Linked DNA regions of Mus musculus: region 1 is linked to region 2. Evidence: chromatin contacts called from public Hi-C data. All regions are on one chromosome and are shown on one strand. Each heading gives the region's core, a stretch centred on a gene start, on an enhancer-like site or on the middle of the called end of the contact. The rest is flanking DNA. Distances are from core to core; before and after follow the strand shown.

Region 1 (7,393 bases), core at 460-2,959, 320 kb after region 2:
TCAACTCAACTTTTGTTCTTGCTTATAACACTTCATGTATAATGACTAGGAAGGAATGGTGAGGCATACATATTTCTGGCAATCTAGCCAATAAGTTGAAACACTGACTATATCATCTATTCTTACAATTGGGTCAAAGTGCAGGAGAAAGAAAAAGAAACCCTTGTTCAAATTCTTGCCCGGTTTAGCAAAATCTCTGTTTGCACAGCATATTCAGGGTAGATCTTATGGCTTGACATTTATTCTTATTGACACATCATGAGATATTGGCTATGTTGCTTAACTCTTTGGTCTGATCTCCCATATCTGCACAAGAGGCTCATCCCACCAGCATTTATTAAGCGTCTATTTGCGTGTGCCACACTGTACTAGGTACTATACCCGAGATATGCCAAAGATCTATGAGATAGTGAAAATAAGATGTTTGCATGTCAGGACAAGAGGTTATTCATCAAAAGATTCATGAGTTCGAAGAAGGGCCTTAAGTCTAATTGCTTCTAAAATATATCTTGTTTATGATACAAAGATCAACGAAAATAGAGAATTCCTATTTCCCAAAGAGAAACTCTGCTCAGGACGAAGAATATAAGAACAGTTCCTAGAGTTATGAAACATGGGAGGTAAAACAGAGGGGATAGGGTTGGCTAGATGACTCAGTGGATAAAGAAGATTGCCACCGGGCCTGATGGCCTGAGTTCAAGCCCCAGAACTCACATGGTAAAAGGAGAGAACTGACTTCCAGAGCACACACACATACATAAATACTTAATTTTGTTTTTTAATGAAAGAGGCTAAAGACATGTTTAAATGATGCATTTATCGTAAATACTTGCAAAAATGAGTAAAACCATGCTCTCTATATATACTCACATATACTCATATATTCACATGTATATATACATACATATATATATATATATATATATATATATATATATTCGTGTATGTGTGTGTATGTGTGTGTGTACATGAGTAAAACCAAAGCTATATATTTATAGTCTGCCCTACTTTTCCTTGCTCTGCTCTCTGAGAAGCTGACTCCTGTAACTTTGCTACTGAGATCTTTGTTCTTGTCCTCAAGTTGGGGTTGGCCAATAAGTGCCAGCAGATGAGCGCTCTTCCTGGTCCTGGCCTTTGGGTGGGTCTCTGGCAGAACTATGTTTCACAGATGTGGGTAGCATTGCTTTCTCTCCCTGTGTTACTAGCAGCTTTCTCAAGTTGCATGTTTCTGGATACCTAAGTATCCACCCCTTCTTCCTTCAGTCTGCCCACACCTCGGGAAATTGTCAATTTTCATGTCCTCATTGACATAAATAATAAAGCCGCAAAACCTCTTAAATAGACTCCACAATGTTTTTCACATGAGCAAACAAAACGCCCAAATTTTCTAACTAGCTTCCCCACAACATGTGCCTGAGATCTTTAGTTTTTATTTGCCATTCTGGAAGATCTCACACAGACACATCAAAATCTTCTGGTCAGATGATAACTCACTATGAAAATATCTTCGAAGGGGTGAGAAGCCCCAGGCACTATCCTGCGCATCCTTCTTTCCCTTTACGTGGTTGATGACGTGCGTTGTAAGTCAGAGGAAAGGAAAACATCCAGCAATTCTGGGTTTTCTTAGGCAATAATGCGTCTTTCAGGTCTGGGGATGGGATTTTATCTGCGCACTTAGAGGGTGTGTAGATCAGAGTTTTATGTGACTTGTGAAGAAGTCAATGATGTAGAAGCAGTGTGTAGTGTGGATGGATGCTCATTCAGCCCAGGGTTGGCATCTTGTGAATCATTTCACCTCCCCCTTGCTCTAGTAACAAACATACTACCAAGCAGGGAGCTATAAATGAGTTCATTTCCTGGAAATACGATTTTAATGAGATTCTTTAGCTGATCACACATCAACCCGGAATAATAAAACATTGACTGCTGATCCTCTCCTCTTAAGGCTAGTGATGTAAACTCTCATCCCTGTTCTTAACACAAATCTAGCTTAACATTCAAGGTTTTAGTGGAACAGAAAATTAGATTAATGTAAGCCTGTCGGTGATAGGGACTTTTGAATAAATCCAAGAGATTTCACATCAGAAACCCATTGCCGCTTGACCTGGTGTCATGGAAAACATGACAGTTTCTAATGCTTCGCTTGGAAAACATTGAACTTTGGTTAACTCACTGTTCCCAGACTTAAAAATAGGGAATTGAGGTGGCTTAAAGGATGGGGAATTAACAGTTCAAACCTCTGACCATGGGAGCTAGAAGGTCTACACAGAAAAACATTTATTTCCTCTCCAAGATCTGTTCATGGTTTGTATTTTGGATGCTGCTGGGAGGCAACATGGGTGTAGACCATGTGACTTAACAGAAAGCCAGAGCCTGTGTAGGAGTTAGTTGTTCTTTTTATTATCGACTCTTGTAGGAACGAGCTGAAGCCCCCAGTGACTGTATTTGTCCTACCTAAGAGAAGCACCTCCAAAGACCTCTTCCCTACCAGTATGTTTCATATTTTAAAGGTTCAAGCCCTTGTCACAGCACCACACTCAAGACCAAATTCCCAGAACATGAACCTCTGGGGGGTGAGGGATTAAACTATAGCGGATCTGTACCAATCATGATTCAGTCTTTTGTTTGTTTGTCTTTAAATCTTTGTCTTTATTATAAGCTCCTCACCGGTGGAAATATTTCAAACATTTTTGTTCTTTATGATTCTTAGGGTATTCACATAGTGTTTTTTACACAACAAACATTTAATATGGATTCCAGGAGCTTTTGGAAGTAAATTATCTCAAGTTGAAGGGGAGACTCTTGTCCTTAAAGTCTCACTTGAAGCATGCCTTCTTTTTAAGTGTGGAAGGGAGAGTAAAGTTGTTTAAAGTCCTTCAGTGAGGCTGAAACACTAAGGAAGCCTAGGGCCTTGAAATGATTGTGGAAAGAATCAATAATTGCTTTATTACTGAGTAAACTGGATTTTTTTTTTTACACTCACAAAAGGAAATGGATCTGAACTCAGATGGTCCCTGGTATCTTTGTGTTAGGCAAGTTCATCCTTTTATGAGAGGACTCACCCTTATTCACATAAAATAGCATTCCATTTCAACATAGCGTTTCTTAAGCAAGAATGGCTGAGTCGAGTAGAGGGTAAGACACATAAAGTCAAATATAGCTTTTATAGGTGTATTAATACTCAGTCGAGAGCACTTCCTTGCTCAGAATTTTCTGGGGCCCGGGGGCTTGAGCTGTCAATGATGTTGAAAGAAAATGTTTTGAGGTATAATCATGTCTTGTTCATACGTTCTCTTTCTAAGTTAATATATACATGTATCCTGTGATTCTTTCCTTTTTAAAAAAAAAAAGCAAAAAAGAGAAATCTGGGCACAAGCAAGTTTTATAATGGTAGTTACAGAATAATGTGCGGCAACTTTCAAATCTCCACAGAGCTGGCCTCCCACCCTTCATTCACTGGATCAACAAATGAGCTTCCTCCTCTCCCGTTAATACCTGGCAATCCAAAGAAACGTGCTTAGGGGCAGCTCCAGATTCCCTGAGGTGATGCCACTAGCTTGCATAGAGGGGAGGACCATGAACATTGTGCTCTGCTGGTGGGGTTTGTTGACTGGAACCTCTGTGTAAATATATCAGCTCTAGAGTCCAACTTCTGTGTGTATATCAGAGGGTGTCCCTGACATGGCTGATGTCCCTTATGATGTCTCAGAAGCTTGGAGATAAACTTAACATTGGGGTGAGACAGAGACAACTGTTCAAAGCATTTAGTATCCGGAAGATAAGGCAGAAGGCAATTTAATAAGTCAGGAAACTACTTCCTTCAGCTATTGGGTGAACCAGCATTTATTGACATTTACAAGATAGTCTTCTAGGTATTATGAATAGAGGGGAGAAGAATAATTCATATTTAGAGCATCTGAAATCTAAAATTATGGATTATGCAATAATTTGTAGGATAGTATATTATGGTTTGTTTTTTTGTTGTTGTTCTTTGGGTTTGTTGTTGTTTTGGTTTTGGTTTTATCAGCTTGACATAAGTTACAATCATCTGGGAAGAAGGAACTTCAATTGAGAAAGTGCCTCCATCAGACTGGTTATAGGTAAGTCTGTAGGGGCATTTTCTTAACTAAGGACTGATGTGGGATCCTGTGGGTGGTACCCTGGGTGACTGGTCCTGGGTGGTCTAAGAAAGCAGATTACCCAAGCCAAGGGGAGCAAGTCAGGAAGCAGAATTCCTCAATGGTTTCTGCTTCAGTTCCTGCCCCAGTTCATAATCTGCATGGCTTCCTCCTGTCTTGACTTCCCTCAGTGGTAAACCATGGTTGAGACAATGTAAGCCAAATAACCCTTTCCTCCCTGGGTTGCTTTTGATCATGATTTTCTTCCCAGGAACAGAAAGGAGGCTAAGATAGTATATTAGTTTACTTGCTCTGCTATAATAAAATAGCTCAGACTGCATGACTTAGACAATGGTAATTTATTTTTCCTAGTTCTGAATGTCCGAGGCAAGTATTAAGTATCAATAAGCTGGGGATTTGGTATCACTTACAGCTTCTTTCTATAAGCTACCTGATGAGAAAGTATCTTTTGTAACACCAAGGGGCATTGCTGGTCAAGTCATTAGCTTCTTGAGATCAGGCCACTAGCTTGGCTTTGGGGAAAGGATTTGAACATCATGCTTTGCTGTTGGTGTTCCTAGAAACGTATGCCTTGTAAGCAGTATGTGGTTCAAAGACCTCTTTCAGAGAAACAGCCCATCAGGGTTCACGTTCCTCTCCTCCACGTATGGACGCATCGCATCCACAAAGAGGAAGCCTGCAGCCCAGAACTGGGGAAGTAAGAGCTTTGCTTCCTTGGCATTTGCATTTGTTTAACATCTTCATAATGAGTCACACGCAAGAGATGGCCTCCATCCTCCCAGCTGAGATTCAGTGACTAATAACAATGGTTTGGGCTCAAGTGGGGATAATTGGCGTTTCTGGAATATACAGAAATGATGGGTTGAATCAAAAAGTTATGCTCCTCTGAGGGAGCTGCAGGTGGGTAAAACAATTTGGGCTCAGTTTTTGAGGATTAAAAGGGAGAAATTCCACTTTCTGAGGCACCGAAAAATGTAAGCAGCATGGGACTCAAAGATGTCCACCATATGGATTTGAAAGGATTTGCTTTCAGAGAACACTGACATCAGAGAACCGTTCTGAACTTCTAAAGCCCTGTGAGCCCAGGAAGCAGGAGAGGGTTTAAATGCCCTGAAATTAATTTTCCTGCTTTTATTATGTTAGCCAGTGTTTTCATTTTACCATTGATACCCAGAAGCAGTTTCTCAAAAGGCCCACTTTAAAAAGATCACATCAAATAACCAAATGACACTGTTCATTTACTTGAATGACTAGAATATGAATTTCAAAAATTGCTGAATCGTGTCAAGCTGAAATGACCAGGGTCGGCTTCGCATAGATTGAGTCGACGGGAGGGTTTACTTAAACTCTTACAACTGTGAAATGGATGCTTAAATAAGCTGCAGAGACAAACAATGTTGAAGTCTTAGATTAAAGGCATGTAAATGCTTACTCTTTATGCAAGCTGCACTACTGAATTCAATTCCTCAAGTTTGATTTCAGGCTATTACTTCTTATACTTAAGTTCTTTGACACGATACTGCCACCGTGCATGGTTCAGTTAATCTAATTATGTATTTTTAAGCTGAGTGCCGCCAACAGGGTGTATATGCACTATACAGGCCATTCGTCTATACTGATAAGAAACTTCAGGCATGAAGACGGAAAATCCCTTTGTCAAGGACAAAAGAGCAGAGAGGTTTTAGCTGAAACTCCAGAGCCTTCCATTCTGTGCCTTGAGGTTGTGCCTGCCCACAGTGGAGACTGTTCTTTCTAGACTTTGCCATCTAGAATGTTTGCCCAGATCCTTTTCCCAGCTCCTAACCAAGCTTTTCACTGAGTATTGACGGAAAAGGGTTATAAACACAGGCAAGACCTGGAAGTCACCAGAAGTCAAAGCCAAGTGCAGATTCCTCTTGCTCAGCTCTCTTGCTGGTTTTCAGTGTTTCACATTCTTCCATCCATCGACTAATACAGAGTAAAGGCCAGTTGGCCATCATTGCGGATTTGCATACTACACCATGGGACCAGGAGAGGCCCTCACTGCTTCTGTCAGAGGTATTCATGTGCCAAAGTATTAAATGAAGAAGCTATTTGATTTAGGGGTTAAATTAGACACTGCTCATCTCTAATCATATACATTATATTTGGTATCATGATAGCATGAAGGGAGTAATCTCATGCTGTCCTAAAATGTACAGAAATAGAACTAAGATAAGTACTGTAACTTTTCAATGGAAGACAAGTCCTAGGATGCCAGTCACTAATGGTTCCATGCTGATTTTTTTTTTTTTTTGACATCCATGGCATTAGCCAATGGCATCCTAGGAAACATGTGTCATTGCAGACAATAAAGCAGTGCAGTTCCAGGCAAAAATTCCTGAACATAATTTGAGCTAGCCTCAGGTAGCTTCCTAATGGGCTAGCTTCCCTGGTTATTCCATTGTGCTTTAAGAGAAAACAACACAAACATGTCCCCTCCAACCCAAACATGTCCCCTCCAACACAAACATGTCCCCGCCCACTTGCCCCCTAAATCTGGTTTTGAGTTTCACTGGAGTTCAAAACCTCCTTGTGGCCACTGTGCCATCCTGGCTGCTTGTATTGTATTTTGTGAGTAGAAAGCACTCCTTCCTCTTAGGCTCTGCCACATTTGCTGAAGTTTTTCTTAGGATCATGAGCTTTTTGTAACAGTGAATGTGAGCTTTGGTCATCATATGTTCTTTCTTATAAATATCCACAGCACCTTATAGTCAGCAAGTTGCATCTACATACACACATACCACACTAGCACACACACACACACACACACACACACACACACACACACACACACACGAAGACAGATTCATGGTTCATGGCTGTACCTCCTACCATTTTCTATGGAATTTCTATGGAATGCTTAGCCAAACCAAAAAAGAGCTTTCCTACCATATGAAGGTAGAGTCACCTTGGCAGAGCAGAAAGCAGTTTTTAAGGCAGGGTAGCAGGTTCTAGAGGAAGAGCAACAGAACAAGAGCTGTAACCGCAGAAAAAGCTTACCGTTCCTCCTATTAGCATACTTATGAGTGGAAAGACCAAGTCAGGAGCACTCAACAAAGGCGTAAGTGTAGACACACGTATGCTGAGCTTTGGGGCAGCTCTGGGCAAGGGACAGTCCCAGCAGGCCTGGAATCTTGCTATGGTTATCTTTCCACTGCAATTCTTTAGTTCCCTTCTCCTGATGATCTGGCCAGTTTGTCTCCTTTAGAAAGGAATTTAGTTGTGTTTACGTT
Region 2 (7,102 bases), core at 981-3,480:
GATCAAAGCAAACAAAAACTCCAAACCCTTCCCCAAACCGCCACCCAACAGCCTGCTTGATTGGCCATTTCCACTTCAATAGCTAAAAACCTGTCAGGTGTAAAGCTTTATCATTCCCTGGACAGCATTTTCCCTTCGGATTTTCAAGAATTGTGTAAATTCCAAATCTTGACAGGAGGACTTCCTGGTACCTTAAGTCACACTGCAAATGGCCCCAACTGCCAGCCTGTGTCCCTCCATCTTTACTATATCCGTCCTGAGCATTTCTGAACGCTTCCTGCTGCTACTGCTTGGGGCTTGCTCTGTGTCCTGTCTCACACAGATGATTATGGCAGCTTCTTAACTCACCTTCCTGGTGGCTTTGCAGTGCAGCCTAGAGATACTGTTACGCATCCGGGAGCTAAGGAGCTCCTAATCCCTGCCTCAGAGTCAAAGTCTGAAGTGTTTCAGAGCTGACAACTGACACCTCCACTGTGGTCCCTTCCAGCTTACCTGGCCCCTCTTAGATGTCTAAAAGAAGGCCCTAAAACTCAGGGCCTTTGCCTGAGATTGTCTGAGGCTCTGCCTGACCTCATTCTCTTCTACCTACACTGACTTTCCTGCATCTCCCGCCCCAGGGTCTGAACGCTGCTGCTCCTCTGCCTGGAGCATTGCTCCTTGGACGGGAGGGAAGCTTCGGTTCTTTACTGATATGCCATCATTTGGGTGAAGTGTACGTCGGCTCCCCCCTCCCACTTTCTCTTCTCTGTTTTTCTTCATGGTACTTAACTTCTTACATACTGAATCCCTTTCCCTCATTTACTGCTTCTACCCCCCCCACCCCCACCCCCCGCCCCCGAGAGTAAACAATCTGACAGCAGGACACTTTTTGTTTGTTTTTCTTTTTAATGCTTTTTGTTTCCCGTTGCCCAATGCCTGGAAATAAATACATTCATTTTTTAATGAAATTAGACAAAGGAGTAGCTTCAGTATATTCTATCACCTTGGAAGAAAAAATATTGAGTTGCCCTAAACCACAGTTTTATCAGCTGTAAAGGTCTGGTATCTTCTAGGTTACAGGGTGCTCAATAAGAGTTAAATAACATATAACACACTAGGCACACAGGAACATAATACATAGTACTTATAGTACTTGGTATTGGTATGTATGCAGGCCTGACTCATATTATGTATTTGATAAAGCTTTAAAATTTTAATAATGTATGGAAATATAGGTAATACCTTGCCTGCCTATCTTAGTCTTTTCTCTTTGTCTATTGCTGTACATAGCAGCTGGCTCAGATTTCCTTTGCTATTAGTATTTCTTTGTGCCCTGGAAGTGTGTCATGAGTACTACACACACTCATTACATCACATTATGTCTCCATCGACACTGAGAGGAAAAGTTTATTGAGCAGGTCTGAAAGCCTCCTTTTGCTTGGCCTGTATCCCTTGCCTTGGGATGATTCTTATTCCTTTCATGGAAGAAAAGGAAAGACAGAAGGAAGGAAAACCACAATTTGATTCCTTGACAGATTTCAGTTTTCCCTTTATAGCTCTGTTTAAAAGGAATATAAAATATTCATTATTTTTACTTTATGTATGTAAGTGCTTTACCTGAGTGTACTACATGTATGCCTCGTGCCCATGGAGGGCAGAAGACGGTATTGGATCTCTTAGAACTGGACTTACAGACAGTTGTGAGCTACCATATGGGTGCTGGGAATTGAACCTGTGACCTCTGGAAGAGCAATACATGCTGAGCCACTGCCCTACCCTACTTTCCTGTTGCTGGTTTCTTATCTGGGGTGAGTAGACATTTGTTCACATCTCCCCAGAAATAGTGTCACACCACAGTGAGAGAGGAGTAGGCTATCTCTTGAGCAGAAAAAGAGGGCCTGGGCAAGAACCTACTAGCTACTGAGACTGTCCCTGTGGTCTCTCTGTAAGACCTGCTATCACTGGACCAGACAAGGAAGACACACAGGCCAGGCTGGACGACAGGATCTGGAAACTTTTCCATTTTACAGTTTGACTCAAACAACAGAAATGAATTTTCTCTTTATTCTGGAGGCAGGAAGTTTAACACTTGAGGTTAACAGGTTTGCTTTCCCCTGAGGCCTCTCTCTCGTCTTGCAGATGGTGTCTTACTGCGTCTCATGTTTTTTCTCTCTCTAGTCCCCTTGTCTATTCAGGCGAGTAAGACCTAAGGCGAGGGGCTACAGGACTTGGAGTAGGAGGTGCTTAACTTCAACTTCCTTAAACTGGGCCAATCCTATCCAGATTCCCATCAGCCTTCTAGTCTGCTTCTTAGGCAAGGCTCATGCTGTGGTAGGCTTGCGTGTGGGAATGTGACAGGATTTATTTAGTTCAGGAACTTGGAAAGTCGCTCCCTCCCCAGTGTGCCTTTCCTTTTGCCTTGACACGCTTTCTCCTAGCTATGCTCTCTCGCCTGGTTTTACTCATTCTATGACACCCCACCTCTGCCTGAACCATGTAAGTAGGTCAGCAGTCCTAAGGAAGGGTCTGGTGCACTAGGTCACCTTCAGTTCTTGGTGTGACCTGGAGCTTAATTTCACCAAGCCGTGCTTACGGTAATCAGATAACACTAAAGGTATCATCTCACTGTCTAAGCCGCCCCCGGAGCCCCTTAATTTCACAAATTAAGAAGAAGAACAGCCAGGCCAAATAATTTACGCAGGGTCACACAGCAGCTAATAAATGGTAGACCTAAATATAGAATTAACATTTGAGGCCCAGGGCCCCAGACTTCTTTGGAAAGATGGAAATAGGCTCTGGATCCTGAAAGCTCAGGAGCTGAGAGTCAGAGACCGCATCTGAACCTTCTTCATGGCTTTCTCTGGGGGGTGTGGCCTCCCTCCAGCTCAACTGACCCAAAATAGGCATTTTAAACACCATCTCTCAGAGTCTCTGCTGATACCCAAACAACTTAGCGTCAACCACAGGGGCTTTGGGTTTCCCCAGCCTTGCTTGGCGGTCCGGGATCCCCTCTGAAGATCCCCACATCTCATCTATAAGGAAACTAGAAATCGGGAACTGCGGTTTTGGGAACCGAGAATCTCAAGAGCACTGGCCACAGACAGGCCTGTGGTGTGGGCTCCCTCAGCCCAGCTTCGAGGAGACTTATAGGTCGGTGTGGGATGAGCCTGCAGAACCCACGTGTGAGACACAGCTCCACACCAGGCTGGCATGGCTCAGGGACAGAGGTACCTGCATCTCCAGAACTTAGCCTGCAAACTAGGACTCCTGACTGCTCCCCCACCTCCTCCGCAGCAAGGAGCACTGGTCTGGCAGTCACCCTGACTTCTTGTCGCCACCACTTTTAAAAATGAGGAAGTTGAGTAGTAACCGGTTTTACTTTGTGGAATCACGAATTCTCAGGAACGGTTGGTTAGCTAACAGGGATCCTGAAAACGTAATTGCTCATCGAGTGGACTTCTAGGAAAATGTGAAGGTTAAAAAACTTGAAAATTCTGATGATTTTTTTTTTTTTTTTTTTTTTTTTTTTTTACCGTGATGAGTCAGTTAAACCCTTTGCTTGCCGCTGGCGGCTGCCCCTGCCCGTACAACAAAGGGACCAGTCAATGAAGGTTTCTTTGATGGTTCTGTTTGGAAACCCAAAGGCAAGCAGCCAGTGCTTTTCAGTCACAAATTAGAGTTTCAATTTGAGTTCACCTTAATTACCTTAAAAATGTAAACATTTGTCTCACACCGAAGTTGTTTCTCAAGCAACACCTTTAGATATGTTAATTCACTGATCCATTAAAACAAACACAAATCTCTTTTTTTCCTTATCAACTCACTCTTTTGCCTTTTTTTTTGTTTTGTTTTGTTTTTTAAAGAAGGGGTTGATTTTTTAAAATGAATTCTGAAGAAAATGTAATTAATATGTTTGGCAACACTGGTAAAATATAATAGATATAATAGTGCGATGGGGAGAAAGACAGAGTTTTAGTTCCCTTTCTTGCTCCATTACTCACTTACTTGATGTGGCCTCTGACAAGTCCCTTCAGTGTCCTGAGCCTCAGGCTCTCTCCATCTGTAACAAGGGGGATGACTTACCATCTCCATGCCTCCTGGGGGTGTTGTAAGGGTTAACGAGATATGTGATCACTGCTTTGATTCTAGGGTGAATGACCCTGTACAAATAAAGCATGATTATATATCAGATTCATCTTTGATTCATCCGAATAAGTGGGCCTCCCCTTATTAACTCTCTTCCTGTTAAAATTTCAAAATTGGACTGTCTGGTTTTTAAGTAGGCAGTGTGGTGGCATTCGATACTTGATACCCTTTGTGAAAGTCCTCCACAAGTTATATTACCCCATGAAGGGAGAGGTTCTGTTTGATTGCTTTTCTCATTGTGCTACCCAATGTCTCTATCTATTCAAGTTTAATCAACATTTTTTCTTTCCAGGGAATTACAAGAGTGCAGGGGTGCATGCCGAGCTGTATGGTGTAGCTCTAGCATGTTCTAGTTGAATTCCATCTATGGCTTATAATGACTCACTGAGATGTGTACGTTGTCATTACCATAGACACAGAATGCAGGCAGAGGGATTTTCATTTAATTAATGGGTAAAACAGGGAAGACCTAGAACGGAAGAAGCAACCTCAGAGTAGTGTCAGGCGTCAGGGTCATTTGTAGCAAGAGAGGTGCTTCTTTGAAACTTCTGATGGCAATCTTTGGTCAGAGACTTTTTTGCAACATTGTCTAGCAGGTATGGGATTTACCATCTGTGTTGTTGTCTTCACCAGGCCAAACTGAAGTGATGGACTAGGGAAATTTTACTTAATGGCAAAAGATGGGGCTCAGAATTGGCCCAACATTGAAAACCCCTATTACTACCCTTTCAAGAAAAGAACCAACTTCCTACTACGCTAAAAGAAAAGAACCAACAGAAGCTTTTGTGGGGTCACCAGCTGATTTTTAGAAGTTTCCCAAAGGGTAAAATCTTAAGGGGTATAAAGAACTGAGCTAGACTGCTTTCAGGTATTGAACTGATTCCTTCCTGTAGCCAAGGCCTTGGAGTTCATGCTGACATTTTCTAAAGTATGCTATATTTGAATAACAATCCTGCAGATTTTAGAGAAGATTGTAGAGGAAACTGCAACCCGATACAATATAGCCAGTAGAAAATTGCAACATTAGAGGAGTTTCTAGCCATCACATAACAAAGAGATCACACACCCTTACTAGTGAGGGAGAAAGAGAAGCTTTGCGTTATTAGACCTCTTTTTCATGAAACAAACAAAACAGAAAGATCCTTTATTCATCCCCGGGAATATTATCTACCAAATTATAACTCATAATTCTGGAGAGAGGGAAAAGGAACAAACCAGAAAAGACCGTCTTATCTTCTGCTTGTAGACAGACCGGAGGCTGCAGACTGCTTTAGAAGTGGATGACGCATGCGCAGTGGAGTGTTATGGCTCTGTACCTGTGCTCCCGGTTGACAACAGGCTGAATCATGGATGATTTGGGTGACCACTCATAGGCCGGTTCGTAAGCTTACAGCTTTAGACGTAGAACACTGACACAGAGAGCAAGTTACAGAAGCAGACTGAGGGCAGCAAGTGCTGAGTGACCGACATATTTAGGAACCAGTGCTTTCTCTGCATGAGAAGTGGAAAGTGAGAGCTGTGTGTGAGTCCCATAGTCAGAAGGAGTATTCTTGGGAGAGTTAGAGAAGTCTTGCCTTGCTTACAGTTACTTAGTTGGGAAAGCATTGCTTTTCAAAAAATGTTTTCTTTGTATTTACATGTATGGGCGTTTTGCCTACATGTATGTCTGCAGTGCCCACAGAAGCCAGAAAAAGAGCCTTGGGAAATGGAGTAACAGTCGTTTATGAGCCTCCACGGATGCTGGGAACCAAACTCAGGTCCTCTACAGTAGCAGCACAATGCTCTTAACTGCCGAGCCATCTCTGCAGCCCACGGAAAGGATTCTTGATAAGGAATGGCTGGGGATTTCAGGGTAACAGAGTCACAGTCAGAATGAGAACAGCCATTCACAGGGTCAAAATGGAACTTATTTTAGGAATAAAGAAACAGGCCCAGAGTCCTAGTGCCAAGTTAGTAGCAGATGTGGAAATATATAAAGCAGGTTCTGGCCTTCTAATGTCCTGCTGGGCCAAAAGACATTTCTGTTTGTTTACTTTAGTTTTTGTTTTGCTTCTTGTTATAGAAAATTTCAAATGGATACAGAAAGTAAAACAGTATAGTAAACACCGATTTGTCCATCATTTTTTTCCATTTAGTTTTATGCTATTCATACTTTATTCCTATGTTTTCATTATTGTTAATTTTATTATTATTGTTATTACTATGATGATGATGATGATGGCAGTCTCTGGTAGCCGAGGATAACTTTGAGTATCTGATCATCCCCCTGTCTCCACCTTTCAAGTTTTAGAGTTAGAAGCATGTGCCAATATGCCTGGCTCATTTTAATTAATTAACTAACCAACTGGAGTGTTTAAAAAACAAATTCCGATATTCACATTGTTTCTCGAGCAATAGTATTTTTAAAGGTAAACACTCAAAAGAAAACCACAACAGTCACGTTGATGATAAATTGAACAATATCGATGAGTTAATAAGCCTTTTTGGTTTGCTTCTTTGAAAGAGACTTTATGTAGACTACAGTGGCCTCAAACTCTCTGTTGTTCAGGATAACCTTGAGCTGCTAGTACTTCTGTGTCCACCTCCTGAGTGCTACCTTGTGCTACCATGCCTAGTGTATGTGGTGCTGGGTGTTGAAGCCAGGACTTTGTACAGCCTAGAAGAGCACTCTACCAATTCATCCCAGGGGTCAGCATTGAAAAGCCTTAGCGCCACCAACACTTACTTCCTCCTGACTAATTATTTAACAGCCTTTAGGGCATCCTTTTATTAATGGGATGATTGACAGGACCTCCAGTGTCTGACAAGTTATTGTTGAGCAGGAATAGGGCTTTAGCTTTACTATGTGAGAATGTTAATGATGGCTGTACAACCACTAAAACTTATAATACCTAAAGATTGCTAGGATGGTAATTGTATGGTTTTTTATCAAAACTTAAGAAGTTCTCAGGATGCCAAGTGCAGTAGCACCCACCTG

The links. A called contact is a pair of places that touch in the nucleus more often than the background predicts.
Region 1: a Hi-C map of uterus shows a contact between it and region 2, with 2.1 times the contacts expected there. The contact joins two enhancer-like sites. A contact is called at or near these places in 10 of 39 promoter capture datasets (the 3T3-L1 cell line, the C10 cell line, cranial neural crest and 4 more), 2 of 484 Hi-C or Micro-C datasets (nephron progenitors and uterus), 2 of 115 datasets of contacts at active chromatin or transcription factors (craniofacial prominence and embryonic stem cells) and 2 of 9 other capture datasets (adipose tissue and embryonic stem cells).

Annotation. Positions count from the first base shown.
Region 1 is chr10:44,854,047-44,861,439 of GRCm38.p6, forward strand. No RefSeq gene overlaps it. Among named protein-coding and RNA genes, the nearest start is that of Gm40638, 86 kb to the right of the region's middle. Within about 2 kb of position 1,710, at least 2 of the 459 cell types and tissues checked have an H3K27ac peak or open chromatin away from gene starts, as enhancers often do. A contact at or near this core is called in uterus, where this site is marked.
Region 2 is chr10:44,535,976-44,543,077 of GRCm38.p6, forward strand. No RefSeq gene overlaps it. Among named protein-coding and RNA genes, the nearest start is that of Gm35154, 59 kb to the right of the region's middle. Within about 2 kb of position 2,231, at least 71 of the 459 cell types and tissues checked have an H3K27ac peak or open chromatin away from gene starts, as enhancers often do. A contact at or near this core is called in uterus, where this site is marked.